Linked DNA regions of Mus musculus: all the other regions are linked to region 3. The links are chromatin contacts, called in public Hi-C and promoter capture Hi-C maps. All regions are on one chromosome and are shown on one strand. Each heading gives the region's core, a stretch centred on a gene start, on an enhancer-like site or on the middle of the called end of the contact. The rest is flanking DNA. Distances are from core to core; before and after follow the strand shown.

The links. Promoter capture Hi-C pulls out the DNA fragments that hold promoters and counts their contacts. A called contact is a pair of places that touch in the nucleus more often than the background predicts.
Region 1: a promoter capture Hi-C map of pre-B cells shows a contact between it and region 3, with 4 times the contacts expected there. The contact joins the promoter of 1700030K09Rik here to the promoter of Rab3a in region 3. A contact is called at or near these places in 2 of 39 promoter capture datasets (liver and pre-B cells).
Region 2: a contact with region 3 is called in a Hi-C map of B cells, with 5 read pairs. The contact joins the promoter of Ap1m1 here to the promoter of Rab3a in region 3. A contact is called at or near these places in 2 of 39 promoter capture datasets (liver and pre-B cells) and 1 of 484 Hi-C or Micro-C datasets (B cells).

The regions. Positions count from the first base shown.
Region 1 is chr8:72,442,505-72,446,378 of GRCm38.p6, reverse strand. 1700030K09Rik (RIKEN cDNA 1700030K09 gene) reads right to left here and starts at 2,499. Exons shown (of 8, transcript NM_028170.2): 1 at 2,390-2,499; 2 at 909-1,629. The coding sequence starts at 1,628. It overlaps Calr3 (calreticulin 3), which reads left to right and starts at 2,601. Exons shown (of 9, transcript NM_028500.3): 1 at 2,601-2,786; 2 at 2,883-2,984. The coding sequence starts at 2,696.
Region 2 is chr8:72,237,908-72,242,122 of GRCm38.p6, reverse strand. It overlaps Ap1m1 (adaptor-related protein complex AP-1, mu subunit 1), which reads right to left and starts at 2,105. Exons shown (of 12, transcript NM_007456.5): 1 at 1,880-2,105. The coding sequence starts at 1,921. It overlaps Gm51536 (a long non-coding RNA gene), which reads right to left and starts at 178. Exons shown (of 2, transcript XR_003947404.1): 1 at 1-178.
Region 3 is chr8:70,752,953-70,756,645 of GRCm38.p6, reverse strand. It overlaps Rab3a (RAB3A, member RAS oncogene family), which reads right to left and starts at 1,943. Exons shown (of 5, transcript NM_009001.7): 1 at 1,783-1,943; 2 at 563-790; 3 at 81-199. The coding sequence starts at 790.

The DNA of each region.
Region 1 (3,874 bases), core at 1,250-3,749, 1.7 Mb before region 3:
GTAAATGATAGGGCCAAATGGCCAAAGTGCTGCCCTGAATTTGTATTTATGACCACAAGCTGTCACCAGTGCTGGGTAGGCTCCGACCATCAGTGTCTTTCAGCCATTTTTTTTTTTTTTTTTTTTTTTTTTTTTTTTTTTTTTTTTTTTTTTTTTTTTTTGGTTTTTCGAGACAGGGTTTCTCTGTCTAGCTCTGGCTGTCCTGGAACTCACTTTGTAGACCAGGCTGGCCTCGAACTCAGAAATCCTCCTGCCTCTGCCTCCCGAGTGCTGGGATTAAAGGCGTGCGCCACCACGCCCGGCGTTAGCCATTTTTACTCCTGTAAGTAATCCCAATAAACTGATTGGTTCTCCAATTTGTTCTTAGCTTGTTGTGCTTTCGTTTGTCACTGGTTCCCTATGTGAGGCAAGGAGATATCTCTTCACATCTCCCTGGCAATGGTGTCACACAACAGCAGCTTGTTCCCACAGGCTCGCACTCAAGTCAGCTTCTCACACAACCCAAGCCCACAAGGCATCACCAGTTCACAATCAATAAACAATCAAGACAGTTCCTCTAATGTGAGCAGTCCTTCAATTGAGACCTCAAATTAAACTAACAAGACAAAGCATTTGCTGCTCTTTCCCGAAAGGGACCTGACTTTAGTTCCCAGCACCCATTACCAGGTGTCTCACAACCCCTCTAACTCTAGCTCCAGGGGATCGATGCCCTCTTCTATATTTGCAGGCAGGTGTGCATATGTGGGGTATACACACAGAGACATATGTACGGGGGGGGGGGGTCTGAGGTATAGCTCACTAGCTAAGGAGCTGTTTGGTACAAAGCAAGCCCTAGGCTCTGTTACCAGAACCTGCCCCCCACCCCCCCAAAAAAAGTAAAATTTGAAACCAACAAAAGAATACGTTACCAAGAACACCTTTCCAAGGTTGCTCCTGCTGACACTGGAGCCAGGGAGCTCCTGGTTTCTATTTGCTTCTTTTTCTCTAGAAGATTCCATCAAGCTTCTAAGCAGTAGCATTTCCTCCTCCTCGTCACTGGCAGATTCTTTCTTTGTGGGCAGCAGAGCTTGCTTCCCTGTCCCCACTGCCAGCCCTGGGGACCTCGCTTCAGTGGGCAGCTCCTTCTTCTTCAGAAACCTGCTACCGTTACCACTCGGCCCATCGCTCTTTGACACACATGTTTTGTTCACTTGTTTCTGGAAAGTTCTGTGTGGGTACTGGGAAGAAACAGAAGCTGCACCTGTCCTCTTAGGAAGACTCTGCTCGATGGATGTGGAGTCAGACTCCACATCAGACCAAGCCATGGGCACCTGCTTCCGATTCAGGATCTTGGTTTCAATCTGGGCCAGTTTCCTAAGGGCCTCACTGGCTCTGGTCTTGGAGGAGATGGTGGGAGGCCTCAAGCCCAGACTCACCCCCCTCCCTGCCATGGCCTCCTCTTTGGGCATCAAATATTTCTCGTCCATCGTTTGGTTTCTCTTTAAGATTCTGCTCTGCCCAGGTGTCACTTGGCCAAGACTTCGGGCTTGTAAGTTTCTGATCTCTTCCATCCTCGAGCTATCTAAGAACATATCCCTTAAGTCAAAACCACTACGTGGAGGGCCAAAGGGTCTTCTTGTGGAAGCCATTCTAGGAAAATAAAGATTGTGTTTTCAGCCTTTAAAAGTACTTCACTGTATAAGTATACTTTTTGTTTTGTTTTTATTTTTTTCAAGATAAGGTTTCCCTGTATAGCTCTGGTTTTCCTGGGAGCTCCTTAGATCAGGCCTGCCTCCCAAGTGCTGTGATCAAAGGTGTATGCCACCACCACCCAGATAAAAGTATTTCTTTTAATAAGCTGTAGGGCGTGTGGGACAGGCATAAGAACTGGTAAGGTTGAGTGAGCTCAAAACCAAAGAATCGGGGCTGGTGAGATGGCTCAGTGGTTAAGAGCGCCGACTGCTCTTCTGAAGGTCCCGAGTTCAAATCCCAGCAACCACATGGTGGCTCACAACCATCCATAACGAAATCTGATGCCCTCTTCTGGAGTGTCTGAAAGACAGCTACAGTGTACTTACATATAATAAATAAATAAATCTAAAAAAAAAAAAAAAAAAAAAAAACCAAAGAATCTCAGAGAGATTTGAGGACAGGCGTCCAGATTCGTACCTATATCTGTACCTGCTCTGGAACCTGTAACCAGGATACACAACTGAGAGGACCCATATCACACAGCACCTGGAGTTCTTCTCCATGCTAATAACACTGCCTATACTCAGTTTCCTCGCTATTGTTTGCAAGCCCTAAGGGATCATGCCCCATCGCTCTCCAGATGAGGAACCTCTGGTGTGGGTATGCCGCCCGTTTTCCTGAAGCCCCTTGCCAACCCACTTGATCACTGTGAGGTCACCTGAGTAGCTGCGTTGGCTTCTTCCCGCTAGGCTTCAGCCTCAAAGTATAGGCCCCAGTGTGCGGTTGCCTCAGGAGACAGCGCCAGAGCAACTAGAGACTACATTTCCCGTCGGCCACCGCGCTCCACCCACCAATGAGCAACTCAGGTCACAATCCCGGGCGTCACGGGACCAGTAATTTCAGCGCACCCATTAGCGTCCCCAGGTCATAATCCCAAGGCATGCCGGGAGTTGTAGTTTCTGAGTTGCGCCCGTCAAGCGGTACGGACGCCTGAGAGCAGAGAGTTGAAGTCGCACGTGCAGCTATGGTCTCGGCTCGTGCATTGCTCTGGGCCATCTGTGTGCTGCGCGTGGCACTAGCCACTGTGTACTTCCAGGAGGAGTTTCTAGACGGAGGTGAAGGCGATTGCCGTGGTGGCTGGTGGCCTGTGTCCACCATCTATGATATGGACCCGTGCGCTTTGCACCACTAACCCTCCTGTCTCCCCACAGAGCGCTGGAGGAACCGCTGGGTGCAGTCCACCAATGACTCCCAGTTTGGGCACTTCAGAGTCTCATCGGGGAAGTTCTATGGGCATAAAGAGAAAGACAAAGGTTAGTGTAGAATCGGGAGCAAATAGAGTAGAGTTAGAAACCTCATGGCACCCTGACAACGCACCCACCGTTCAAGCCAGGACACTGAGGCACATGCAGGCTCTGCAATACCCTGTTTGGGTTTACATTCCTTTACGATTGACCAGAGTAGCCGGGCGGTGGTGGCGTACGCCTTTAATCCCAGCACTCAGGAGGCAGAAGCAGGTGGATTTCTGAGTTCGAAGCCAGCCTGGTCTACAGAGTGAGTTACAGGACAGCCAGGGCTACACAGAAACCCTGTCTTGGAAAAAGAAAAAAAAAAAAAAATTGACCGAAGTGTGTTTTGGTTTAGTCTTTGAGCAGTCTCATGTAGCCCTAGATGGCTCTAACTCTCAGCCTCCCAAGTGCTGGTTACTTTTTCCACATCTATGTATGTTGGAGGCAGTATGCACCTTGAGTGTGGATTGGAATGACAGTGGAGGTGCTCAGAAAGTGCTGGAATGACAACTGGAGTCAACAGGAATGACTGTGTTGGCATTTTTCAGTAGTTGCCCAAGATCATCTCACTTCATGAAAATTGGAACCATGCTGTAGCACAACCTAGAATCCTAGCACTCCAGGGTCTTCATGAGGCAGGAAAATCACAAGTTCAAGACCAGCCTAGCTATAGAGTGAGCTCTGGCCCACCCTAAGATACAGCCAGGTCTTGGCACAAAACAAAAAGAGGGGAAATCAAAATGAAAAGTGGGGCCAGCTAGATTGGCCTGTGGCCAAGCTTGGTAACCTGAGTTTGATCCCCAGAACCTACAGGGTGGAAGGAGAGAACCTATGCCCACAAGTTGTTCTCTAACCTTGGCACATGCCCCAACCCCACAAAATGAACGAATAAATAAATAATTAAATTGTATTTT
Region 2 (4,215 bases), core at 856-3,355, 1.5 Mb before region 3:
CCCAGGATGGGTACTTGCTTGTGCCAATGAGATGTTTGCTAAAGGAACAAGCAAGCCACGACAGGCAGCCCACTGTACCTCTAGGCCAGGTTGGAAGGCAGAGCATATGTCATGAGACCTAGGGAACACTGCCCCTACCCAGCTTCCCAGAAGGCTGTGGAGGAGGCCCAGGTCTGGAACTCACCAGTTGTCGATCTTGGGTGACATACAAGGCAGGTACACACTCAAGGGACTAAGGAAAACGTGGAGGGTGGGGCTCTTCTAAGCTCTAGCTCTTCCATGTAGACTGGACATCAATGTTCTTTCACTGCTAAATGTTGGACTTGTTTACTGTGGCTGGACCTGTTCTGGTAGCTTCCAAACATAAGAGGCTGGCCACTTGCCTTCCACTCTGACAGCCTGAGGTAGAGCGACAGACAGTGCCTTTCTTAAGGCTAAATGTGCCTTCCTGGAAGAGGCTTTTGCATAGAGTACACTGTGGCTGCCTGACAGAGAGCTTGTTGTTCTAGGCTCTATCCTCAGCACCACAAAACCATCCATTATGCTAGGGAGACAGCTCAGTCTGTATTTTCCAAATATCCGACCTGAACTCTATACCCAAATCCCAGGTAACAGCCAGGTGCTTACCAGGTGGTGGTGGCAAATACCTTAATCCCAGCACCTGGGAGGCAGAGGCAGGTCAGTCTCTAAATTCAAGGCCAGCCTGGTCTACAGAGTGAGTTCCAGGACAGCCAGAGCTACACAGAGAAAACTTGTCTCATAAAACCAAGAGAGGGAAAAAGTCAGATTCTGCTGGGAAGTACAGACAGGCAGATCCATGCGTTTTAACGGTTCAGGCAGCCTAGCTCAATCAGTCTAGTGACCCGAGTTCGATAACAAGAGCCCATGTAAGAGTAGCAGGGGTCTCCTTCCTCCACACACCCGCAGAAACACACAAATGAAGATTTCTTTCTCAGATAACGCTGGGCAAGATGCCAGGGTCCTGTTTCTGTGCAGGGCCTTCATGTCTCAGCAGTCTTTGTTATTCCCAGTCAGGATAGCTCTCCCTGATTCTTCAGTTGCAGCTGCTAGTCCATTATGAAGACATGGCCCCAATAGGTATTCATCTATTTCTGTTTTTTCCAAGTGACTAAGTTGAGCTATGACAGATTAGGCTAACCCACGGTGGCCCTGGGCTTAGCACCTGCCTGGCGAGGATGCTTCCAGGCCGCTACTTCCCAGTAATCAGTGTGACTCTAGGCACTGTTTCCCCCTCTAAAACCACACTTTTGTTTGTTTTTGTTTTTCGAGGCAGGGTTTCTCTGTATAGCCCTGTCTGTCCTGGAACTCACTTTGTAGACCAGGCTGGCCTCGAACTCAGAAATCCGCCTGACTGCCTCCCGAGTGCTGGGATTAAAGGCGTGCGCCACCACGCCCTTCTTAAAACCACACTTTTATCATCCGCTTCTCTTAATGTCATAGGAAGCTCAGTGGCTCTAGGGAACGCTGAAGCCTGTGGAGCGAGGGACCGACCTAAGGCCATAGTTCCCGCCACGCCTCTGGCCAAGGGTCGCACGGTCCCCGGGGCGCAGGGTCCTGCTACAGGAGTTCGCAGGAGAAGCTAGAGTCCGGTACCCAGGCGAACAAAAAGGGAAAGGGGCAAAGCGGACAGTTACCTAGCAACCGCAGCCCACCAAGTTGGCTAGCAATGGGGCGGGACTCGCGGAAAGACCACCGCCCATTTCCTAGTAACTTGGTAGGGCTGGCAAGTGAGGCTGCCCCGCCTGCCTGACGCCCTAGCTGGGCTGGTCGGCCAGTTGCCTAGCAACAGGGTGGGTCCTGACAGGGCGAGGGCCCGTTGGTTGCCTGGCAACGCGGAGGGTGGCGAACCCTTCAGTACCTTGCCCTTCAGATCCAGTACGTAGACGGCGCTGGCGGACATGGCGGCTTTGGAAGGTCTCGGCAGTAGCCGAGGGCGGCGGCAACGGCAGGAACTGCGGGCGTTCAGCAAGGCCCGGCGCGCCCCGAGACACTTCCCCTCCACTTCCGGTCCATGAAGCAGCGCGTGGACCGTTATGTCCGGTCTGAAGGGAGCCGCAAGTGCGCAGGCGCGTAACTGAGTGCAAGCGCAGTAGGAACTTTTTGGCAGTATTTTTCACCCATAGCTCAAACGGGCCGGAAGTCAGGGGGCGTGGCCTTCCTGAAGAGCGGGGCCTGGAGGACCAGGGCGGGGCAGCTTTGTCATTACTCCTTGTACCTGAAGGACTAGCTGTGGAATGAAGGTGGACGCTTCCAAGCCTGTTGCTGTGAGAAGACGCTGAAAGCGGAACCGATTTGGAGTTGAGCCTTTTTTTTTCTTTTTCTTTTTTTGTTTTTTCGAGACAGCCTTGCTTTCTGCAGAAGTCAAGTAAACTAATATCCCGTCACTGACTGTGACTCGCCGTTAGGTGGCGCTTAAAGGAAGTCAGTCTCCCAATGGCAATCCAGCCTTATCAGCAATCACTTGTCACTGTCAACCTCTCAACTGACTGGGCTTCACCCGTCTTGCCCCAGTGAACCCAGGGTAGCACGTGTGTAACTTAGCCTGTGCCTAATTCACAGTAAGGCTGAGCCGGGCGTGGTAGCTAGCGCACGCCTTTAATCCCAGCACTCTGGAAGCAGAGACAGGCGGATTTCTGAGTTCGAGGCCAGCTTGGTCTACAAAGTGAATTCCAGGACAGCCAGGACTATACAGAGAAACCCTGTCTCAAAAAAACAAAACCAAAGTAAGGCTGATTAAATTTTAATTCTGCCATTCTTCTTTTTTCGAGACAGGGTTTCTCTGTATAGTCCTGGCTGTCCTGGAACTCACTTTGTAGACCAGGCTGGCCTTGAACTCAGAAATAAACCTGCCTCTGCTTCCCAAGTGCTGGGATTAAAGGCGTGCGCCACCACCGCCCGGCAAATTCTGCCATTCTTAACCACCTTTCTGCCACCGAGAGATCAAAGGAGCCCATCAACACTCCTCCCCGCCCCAAGGGCTTTTTTTTGTTTTTTACTTTGTGTGGTTTTTTACTTGTGTGACACATAGTGAAAGATTCCCGAAGGGAGACCCTTACTCAGACACTTAAGTCCCGGGACAGCCGCGTACCCAAGAAGACACTGAGACCATACATAAAATGTAGAAGGTAAGATTTAATAAAGCAGCGACATGAAAGCACACAGACCAGAGCTCTGGGGTCGAAATAAAGCAGCAACATGAAAGCACACAGAGCTCTGGGGTCGAAACTCATACACCTTAGCACAGGGTAGAGGAGTCTCGACAGTCAGCCAAAATTTTTCACAGGCTTATATAGTAAAACTCAAAGGGGGAGAACTGGGCAGGAAAAGTACAAGTTTACATCACTAGGGAGTTCTGCCAAAGGAATCTAGGTAACTAAGGAGTCATGTCCTATCAAGGAATCTACGTCAGGAGGCCTTTATCTCAAAAATGTTCTTGGAACAGTTTTTTCGAACTTTAGGGTGAGGAGTTTTGGGGTGAAAAGTTTAGGAGTGTTCCGAGAACAATCTCTAGATGGGAGGGGGTGGGCTCCGAGGTAAAAAATTCATGTTCTTACAAGAGGCCAGTAATTTTTCATTCTTCATTCCCCACTTCTTCTTGTAAGTAATTCTAATCTTAGAATTTCAGAAGTCTATATCTCTATGTGGAGAATACTGCATTTACTCTATCTTTAACATGGGAACAACAACAGAATAAGGCAGATTAGTAAACAGAACTAGGCAGGGACCCTTCTAGTGAGGCTTGAGGGTCTCAGCATGACGCAGGTGTACGCAGATCAGATCTCTGGCTGGAACTGGTAAGATGTCCTTGGGGTACCCAGCTTGTTCACTGTAGCCAGTTGTGATCAGACTTCTTTCTGCACCACCTGTAAGCCTTATAACTTAGTATACAGATCATTATTATAACAACATAGGTTTAAACACATTATTTAAGACAGTGATGGGCATAGGAGCCCCATAAAGGATCTTAAAAAGAGTAAAACCGAATCAAGAGGGAGTATTCTCAGTTCTAAATAGGGCAAGGGGAAGGAGTACCAAGTAAGTCTGTGCCAGTCTCTAGGATTAATTTTGTCAAGGTCTGTTTAGAGTTTTATTCAGTATTTCTATCTGTCCTGAGTTCTGAGGTCTGTACACATAATACAATTTTTATTTGACCTCTAAATACTTGGCCACACCCTGACTTACCTGGGCAACAAG
Region 3 (3,693 bases), core at 694-3,193:
CTACCAACTAAGCTTAGCTAAGCTTAGCTAAGTCACCTCCAATCCCAGCCTTGTGTTTTCTGAGTAGGTGGGCTGCTCACCAGTCCTGCACTGCATTAAATGACTCCTCATTGGTGATGTCATACATTAGGATGAAGCCCATGGCGCCTCGGTAATAGGCTGTGGTGATGGTGCGGTACCGCTCTTGCCCTGCTGTGTCCTGGGGAAAAGAGGGATAGGTCAGAAGGGACCTCGCAGCAGCCCCCGAGAGAAAAACGTGCTCCAAGGTTGTCCAGCAACCACTTTGAGGCCCGGGGACAGTGGGTCAGGAAAAGCAGACAGTGACCCAAATGGGTCACTGCAAGGCCACTTAGTCACTCAACAAACATGTACTGGGTGCTGCCTGAATGCCCTGTGCCACACTATGCTAGAAGATGAGTGGGGATGCTCGGGACTTAGGAAAACGGGAAGCTCATACTGGGATGGAGATGCAGGCCTTAAATCCCAGCGCCAGCCGATGGCTAGCCTCAGCTTCCTTTTGTGGGGGTTGGCAGGAAGACATCTCCCCTCCAGCCCTACACACCCAGATCTGCAGCTTGATCCTCTTGTCGTTGCGGTAGATGGTTTTGACCTTGAAGTCTATGCCAACGGTGCTGACAAAGGCTGGAGTGAAGGAGTCATCTGCGTAGCGGAAGAGGAACGAGGTTTTGCCCACGCTGCTGTTCCCAATGATCAGGATCTTGAACATATAGTCGAAGTTCTGGTCTGAGGACTCCTTCTGCCCATAGCGAGAGTCTGTGGCGGAAGCCATCTGCGGGAGGCGTGGCACAGAGGGCCTGAGGGGAGCATCAGGACCACGCACAGGGTGGGCACGGCACAGGGGTAGGTGAGGATACCCCCCAATGTCACATGCTCAACCCCCCCAACCAACATAAGGCAGAGCTGTGACCTTGACAGCACCAAGGTTTTAAGCAGGCTGTGAACCTCAGATTCCCCTGTACCCTGAGGGAAGACTGAGCCTCCTCTGCCTTCCCATCAGTCTCTCACAGAGACCCACACCGGAACATGAATACAGGAGGATCCCCAGTTCTCGCTCATCCTTATTTTTCTCCTGCAAGAACTGGGGCCCTGAGATAGCCACATCACGTGACGAAGACAGGATGAACGTAGGCTCACACACACAAAATCGCGAGCACAAGAGCGCGCACGCATACACACACACACACACACACAAGCACAATGAAGCATCTAGGGCAGGCAGACCCAAACACCTGCCCTGCATGCAAGAGTGGTGCTAACAGGCGAAACAAGCAGACATGTATGGTGTGTGCAAGCCCATGTGTGAGCACAGCTCCCTGCACCAATGCACGACTGTACCTGGCCATCCGGGAGGACACACCACACACGCGCATGGCTCCACACGCGTGTGAGCACATACTTGAACTAAGATCCACGCGCACCGCGCACGCGGACCATGCACGCACAACGTATCACAAGTGTGCACGCTGCGCGTCCTGCGGTCACTCGAGCCTCTCCATGCCCAGCGGGCGCGCACACGCGTGTTCACCCCACGAGCACGAGCACGCACAAGCCTCCCGCAAGGCCTGGCTTTCCCCTCCCCCTCTGTCGCAGAGCCCGGGCCCCAGGTGCCAGGTTAAGGGCGAGGGGTGCGGGATGCGGGACCAAGAATGCCAAATGCGAGACCCATAGCCACTACACCCGAGTTGCGCTCCCCTTGATCCCCCAGCTGTCAGTGAAACGCGGGCTCCTCAGTGTGTGGACCTGGGTTGCGCTCACCCTTACCCTCTCTAAGCTGAGACAACGCTGGCGACGGCGACCGTGGCGACTGCGCTGGCGACCGGGCCCCAGAAGAGGATGCGGGGGATGCAGGCGGCGGCGGGGGCTGCAGGCGGCAGCGGAGGAGGCTCAGGCCCCTGCAGTCCTAGCTGACGTCCTGCAAAGCCAGGGGCGGGGCTTTCTATGCAAACGAAGCTGTGACGTTAGGGGAGGGACTGCATCGACAGCCGCGGGACCACACTGGCCTGCGCCGGCAGAAGAGGGGCAGGGCCTGGTAAGCCACTGGAAGACGGGGCTCTAGGGAGGCATGAAGTTTCCATTGGCTGATGCTCTCGAGCGACGGACCGAATATCAAATCAGCGATTCCTACGTCTTTAGAGGCCCAATGGTGACTGCTAGGTGTTTGAAGGGCGGAGAGGCTGAGGCCAGGACCTAGCTCTGGTTGGAAACTTGTGGTTAGAAGTCCTTGCTTTTGAGACGTGAAGCACTCAGGAGTTTAGGTTTTGTTTTGAGAAATGGTCTCAAGTAACAAGCTGGTCTCGAACTTGCCAAGTAGCAGAGGCTGATCTTGAACTCTTGATCCTCCCGCCTGCACCTCACAAGTGTTGGATTGGCAGGCATACATCTTGATTACATTTTAGGGCTCAAAAAACTCATTAAAGACCACACAGAATTTTTAGTCCCAGCACTCAGAAGGGAGATGGAGGCAGATCTCTGTGAGTTCGAGGCCAGCCTGGTCTACAACGTGAGTTCCAGGACAGCAGGACTATGAAGAGAAACTTTGTCTCAAAAAACAAAATAAACAAGCAAATAAATAAATAATTTTTAAAAAAAGAAAGAAAGAAAGAACTGTTTTTTGATGGGCTGAGGATAATTCTCAGTTTGGTGGGGAACCTGCATCACAAAGACCTGGGTTGATCCAGGCTCCTGTTCTCTGCACTGGGAGGAGAAGGGAAGGAGGGGAGAAGCAGAAGTCCAAGGTGATCCTCAGTTACATAGTGTCTTAAAGTCAGCTTGATCCACATAAAACCCTGCCTCAAAGAAATAAAGGAGAAAATCCGGTCTGTGCAAAGAGAAAAGGGTCTGATGAGTCCCCAGAGAACCCCTTGCTTCCTTGCGCACTTAGGGCTCAGAAGTATCCTGACCCATAAGTCTTCCAAAATTGTAATGAAAGACCAAGGAAGCAGAGAAGATTCAAGAGTAGCTGCCCAACGCCCTTTACGATATGGACACTGGGACCCGGGTAACCCTGTGTCTCAGGAAGGTGGGCGCAGAAATGCAGACTTCCAAGCCGCTATGATACACACGACTCATTCCTGCAAATCTGCCTGTCAAGGTGGGAATCTGGGGTCTATCCTATTCTTCCTCTCCGTGCGGCCGGGCAGGGTCCCCATCGCTTCCATTCCCACAGGAAGCAGAACTGGGAACGTGTCCTGGCCCTGTTTATAGACCTCCCCGCCAGCTGCGGAGGCGCCAATGGACCAGAATAACTTGTCGCCTGGATGCTCGTCCACCCCCGCGAGGAGCCTGGAGCCCCGCCCAATCCGGGGCCGCTGGAGGAAGCTTATTTCCTGCTTCCCCTGCACTTCATGCAGAGACACAAAGTGACCATCAGTTTGTTACTTAGCGAGCTCCGGGCCCACGCGGAGGCTACTGTGGGGACCGGGACCGGGTTTGAGGACAGAAAGGGTGCAGGAGGAGCCTGGGACACTGGAGCCTGATTTGGATTTATTCCGAAGGGATAAGGTTAGGGGAGGAACCCATTTGCTTCCACCACCAAGCAAGGGCTCCAGGAGAACTGTGCTGGTAGCTCAGTAGGTGGCAAGGCTTCATCGGAACACTTGGAAAGCTGAGGCAGGAGGGTTGTTGAGTTCTTTATCATCCTGGATCACAAAGTGAGACCCTGTTTCATACTAT